2 separate regions of the Triticum aestivum genome follow, and region 1 is linked to region 2. A link is a contact called in public Hi-C data. All regions are on one chromosome and are shown on one strand. The core of a region is the stretch at or near the end of the contact, and the rest is flanking DNA. Distances in the headings are between cores, read along the strand shown.

What was found. Hi-C and Micro-C count contacts between places; a contact is called where the count stands out from the background.
Region 1: a Hi-C map of leaf shows a contact between it and region 2, with 4 times the contacts expected there. The contact joins the promoter of LOC123069200 here to the promoter of LOC123069198 in region 2. A contact is called at or near these places in 4 of 5 Hi-C or Micro-C datasets (leaf and root) and 1 of 1 datasets of contacts at active chromatin or transcription factors (leaf).

Annotation. Positions count from the first base shown.
Region 1 is chr3B:170,432,629-170,435,328 of IWGSC CS RefSeq v2.1, reverse strand. LOC123069200 (histone-lysine N-methyltransferase ATX4) reads right to left here and starts at 1,251. Exons shown (of 22, transcript XM_044491985.1): 1 at 1-1,251. The coding sequence starts at 673.
Region 2 is chr3B:169,948,034-169,950,733 of IWGSC CS RefSeq v2.1, reverse strand. LOC123069198 reads right to left here and starts at 1,289. Exons shown (of 5, transcript XM_044491983.1): 1 at 149-1,289. The coding sequence starts at 845.

The DNA.
Region 1 (2,700 bases), core at 2-2,501, 480 kb before region 2:
TGAGCACAACCTCCGGGGCGTGCTGCAGCGGGTTGATCACCAGTGCGGGCCACGCGGGGCTCTTCTTCCCCGACCTTGCCCACACCACGTCGCCAAGCACAAAATCCTCCGGCCAGTAGAAATCCTCTCTCCTCACCTCGGCCTCCTGCTTTGGCTTGCACTCCACCACCGGGGACCTCCCCTCCAGTCCGGCATTTCCAGCAGCAGCATTGCTCGTGGGCGTGGCCACAGCGCCCACCACAGGCCTCTCCTCCGGCGCGCATTTCCCACCGGCATTGCTGACGGAAGTGACGACGCTCCCACTGAAACAGCCCGAGCTGCCGCTCCGGCTGATGTTCCGGCACGCCCGGTACAGCTCCTCCTCCGTCCGCGCCGGCTCACCTGTCCACACCTCGGTCTGCACGGCCCCAAAGGCGGAGCCTTTGGGGGCGACGGCGCGCACCTCCACCTCGTACACCTCGCCGTCCCTGTCCTCGACCTTGGGCGGCGCGGGGGCCTTGCAGGCCTTCTTGGCTGGCGGCGGCGCGACGGCCGAGTCCCTGAACCGTGAGGGCAGGACGCGCTCCCGGCGGCGCTTGGCGGGCGGCATGCCCTCGGCGGCGGCGGCGGGGGGCTCCAGCTCGTACGGGACGGCGGCGGTGCAGCGCTTGGGCGGGATGCGGGAGGCGAGCATGGCACTGGCGCCCGCGGCGGCTAGGGCATGGAGGTGGGGGGCGCGCGATGCCCTAGAACCTCGAATCGGGGCGGCGGATTGGGGGTCCTTAGGGTTCCGGCGGCGCGGAGTATAGGGATTTAAGGTCGAGTGGGATTATTCGACTCCGAGATGGGGATTCGAGGCGGAGGCGGAGGCGGAGGCGGATAGGGACGATGCGCGCCGACGCGGGGCCGAAAATTTCGGGTTCCCTCCGTCCGGGCGTCCGAGGGATTGGGTGGGTGGGGCGTGCGGGGGTGGGGTGGTTTTGAATGAAAACTTTGGAACGCGTTGCCTGTCGGGGTCGGAACTCGTAGCAGTGATAGCAGGAAGAGGCGAGGGAGGGGGGAGAGTGAGGTGGGGAAGAGGAAGACGACGCAACGCCGCCAGATGCCAGATGGTCGGGTGGCAAACAGAGTTTTCGCGCGGATCTGGATGGGTTCTTCCGGGCTTCTGGCTCGTGCCGTGTGGCGGGCGCTGACGTGAGAATCGATCCCCTCGGCCATTGGATTCTGTTGCTCGGATTTGGGGGTGCTCTCTCTCTCTCTCTCCGTGTCGGACCCGCAAGGAACTGTGCTCCGAGCGCCGCCGCCTCCGTTTTACATCGACCGGACGCCCGAATCCGGTCACCGCAGATGACGCAAACACGCGCCTTGTCACGCGCGCGGTGACCATGGATCTCCCGGACGAGCTGCCCGCCGACGTCCTGTGGTGCCTGAGGTTAGGTAGTACGATCAATTTGAGGGGTGTCGCTAACGCACGCGCGGCGACACCATCCCAGCCCGCGCACTCGTTTTACACAGCCCGGGCGGCGACCCTGAACAGCGCCCAACGCCCTTCAAATACCCTGTCGGCCAGCTACACACTGCTCGTATAAAAAAAATACTCAAATCCATCCACGTCAATCATATACTATATCACAAATTCATCACAGTTCAATAATACAACAAAGCAAAAAAAAATCACAATCTATAACTCAGACATGCCAATATAAAATTCAACATTCGAGTCACGGTTGGCCAATGTGGGAATCACTCATCGGCCGCCGCTCTCGCCCCCTCGTACTACCTGCGTCAAATAGGCGCACGGAATCCTCGTTCGCCTCCCCTGAAAAGGGTATTACGTTCCTAGGGTTCATAACTTTGCATTAAAAATTTAATGGGCGGCCAATGAGCCGAAGTAGATAATGCGTCGTTATCGGCTCGACCAGCGACGCACTTCGGACTTGCACACCGTCAGGGCACTGTAAAAGGCCCATACAAAAAATGGCATGTCCACATGGCTTAAACCAACCAAACGGCAGTCGCACACCCCTTTAAAGGACTCGACCGACGAGAGCATCAAGCAAACGAACGGTCGAGGTTGCAGACAGCCCATATCAACTTTGCTATCAACGAAGACGAGCTGGTCAACAACACGGAGACGCAGACGTGCGACAGGGAAGGACTCGGGCTAATAAACCCAGCAACATGTCCGCCCTGTTTTTACACCTTTACTTTTCCTTTTTTTCATTGTATCTTTTACAAGTTTCTTTTGTCAAAACTCGGCATGTACGGCTTGACCACATGAAATAAAGAAAGTCCATCCCTTGAGGTCCTTAAGCATTTCCTTGTATCTATCGCCTTTGAGCCAAAGTATACTTTCACCATACACACTGTCATTTGCATCACCAAGGGCTTCGCTTTTAATCTCATGCCCAACCACAAGTCCAAAGTATCTATTCGGCGTCTCGGATGTCTTGATTTTGGTTAGTTGGGTTGTCCGGCTCCTGTGCTTACCCCCTACGCTTCCGATCCATTCAACTAAGTGTGTAAAGGGAAAACTATTGCGATTACGCAACCAGCTCGAATGGCAAAGCGTCACAGTGGAGAAAGCGAAAAACTGACTATCTTGGTAAGTGTAAGACCGGTCGGCCATCCGACGACAACGTCAAGCAATGTATCGTTTGAGATCATCTGTGTTAAACAAAGGGCTTTTTATCAAAGCAAACAAAGTGGTTAGCGGCATAA
Region 2 (2,700 bases), core at 40-2,539:
TTCTGTTACCAAAATCTTAACAAGAACTATGCAATCTGATAGGCTTTCATGTTCCATATGATGCTTTGGCCAGTATAGCAAGTGATACTTCATCATGACTAGCTACCAAAGAGTTTAAACTATGAAGAGCAAGCTGAAAAATACCTACCATCAGTTCCTCCATTAGAATAATTCTTTGTTTTATCGCTGTCCAAATCTCGTGTTTTCACCTCTTTGTTTCTTGGCGTAGCTTTCAATGATGCATCATGCCTGCCCTCACTCCCCTTTTCATGATCCTTACTCCTATCCTTGACAATCTTATACTGCTGATCCATACCGTCTTCCTTGAGCATCAACACTTGCTTGCTTTCTTTCGACTTCTCTGCCTCAAGCTCCCTCCCCTTCTCCTTCACTCGGTGATGCTCGCCACCACTATGCTCCTCCAAAAATAATGTATCTTTATCTGACTTCCTTCTGACAACCTCGTTGGACCTATCATATTCCTTGCTAGACTTCCTTGCAGACTTCCCCTTCACATCACCGTCTGAATTCCTGGACTTCTTCGAGTCATGGTAACTGACCCTCTCATCTTCTTCGCCGTGACTCCACCTGTCATCCCCGGCGGCATTATCCTTCTCCCCTCTGCTCTTCCTCTTCTTCTGCCCATCGGCCGAAGAACCTGATGCCTCGCCAGCATTGGGAAGCTTTGCAGGCCGCTTCTCGTGGCCCTCCGAGCCCTTGGAGGCCCTGCCGGCGGACGCCTTCCTATCCTCCTGCTCCCGTGGCCGCGGATCCTCGTCAGAGTCCGACCTGTCCCGCTCCTCCCGGTCGTGCTTGCGGGACCTGCGTCGCGTGCTCCTCGGCATCGCTCCAAGCCTCAAACCCACGACCAAAGGTTCACCAGAGCCGCACCTATTTGAAACCCTGCGGCCCCTGAATCCTAAACGGCGGGGTGGAGCCCGAGCAGACCGTACGCAAATCCGCCGGAACTCCTCGTCTCGCCGCGGCAACCGCCGAGGATACTTCAATCAAGCATATATAAGCAAGCAGATGCAAAAACTTCCGGGGATTCACCGGGGCTCGAGTCCGACGACGCGGCGGCGGGGAGTGAGGCAGGGCGAACTGGACTAGGATTCGGATATCGGCGGCGGCGGGGTGGAGGCTTGGACGAATCGAATCGAATCGAATCGGAATGGAACACGAGCAGCGGGCGGATAGGCGGAGGAGGGATTGGGATTGGGAATTGGAGGAGGGGAACGGGCGGGGGCGAGAAGGGACGCGATCGCGGATTTTTGGGGGATTTATCTATTTTCTTCCAAACAAAGTTTCTGTTTCCGCTAGGGCGTCGCGTGTGGCGTGTGGCGTGTAGCAGGTGGGCGTGACGGAAATACCCACCGTGGGGTTGGGTCGGCTGACCGTGGGCAGCGGTTAGTATTAGCCGCGGTTCAGGGGCAGCGCAGTAATTTTGGTGCAACTTTCCGTCCGCTTGTGTCCCGTTTTCGTTTTCGATATCAACCTTCATGATCTTTTCTCGCGCTGTTCTTTTTTTTTTTACTTCTCGCGCAGTTGTTTCTCGTGCGCTTAACGGACGAGGATTTGGAGCATGTGCTTCCCAAAATGCCAATTGTCACGCTAGCTTTACGAGGACCTCCTATTCATCGCCTTCCGTCGTGCGCTACACCACCGTAACTTGAAGCAAACTGACGTGTACGAGCCTATGAGGGTGTATGTTTCAGGGACTTATTGGTTTAGGGACTTAAAAAAGTCCCTGTAAGTCCCACCTAAACCAAACACAAGGGACTTAGGCCCAGTTCTTTTCGCACAGGATTCTGCAGAATCAAGATTCTGGAAAATTCTCCCAGAATCTACTTCCCCCAGAATCTAACACCGAGTTATCTTCTGAGATTGTAGTTTGAGATTCTAGAAAGAGTTGTGTGCTGAAATGTCTGTATCGCCCTTCGAGAGAAATCATTTAATGAATTGGTAACACTTCGTTGTTTCAAACAGAATCTACCATTACCATTTAAGGTTCTCATGTTAGCATTTAACAACAGCATTCATCAATCTAACAACATCATTCATCCAGTAGCAAATATTTACAATACCAATAGCACCAGTAGACAGTAAGCATTGAAGAAAAAAATCTATCTAGCAACATCCATTTATCAAATTGATACATCCATTCATCCATCTTTGCAACAACTTTGTCAATCTATGTGTATCTACCGTGGCTGGCTCGGTGGCAGTTTGGCCGTAATAACCAGCTGCAATAGGGGTACTCTATTAAATCCAAACGTTTTCATTGGTGGGACTTGCCAGAATCCTGAGATTGTGGGAGAAACCAGGTATTTTGAGATTTTGGGATTGCACTAGGATTCTGGAGAATCCGGTTGAGATTTTGGAAGTTCAGGCCCTGTTTGTTTCATAAGTCCTAGGACTTTTTTAAGTCCCAACTTATAAGTCATAAGTCCCTACCTGTTTGTTTACAGGGACTTATAAGTCCCGAGTCCCTTTTTGTTTGTTTACAGAGACTATAAGTCCATGTTGCACCGCTGCAATGAGGCTCAGGAGAGGGCCTGTCCGGCGATTGGAGGCACCGCTGCAACGAACCAAGGCAGAACGAACCGAGGCGGGGCGGCGACGGGGCGGTGAATCGAGGCAGAACGAACCGAGGCGGGGCGACGACGGGGCGACGACGGGGCGAGAGGCGGGGCGGCGACG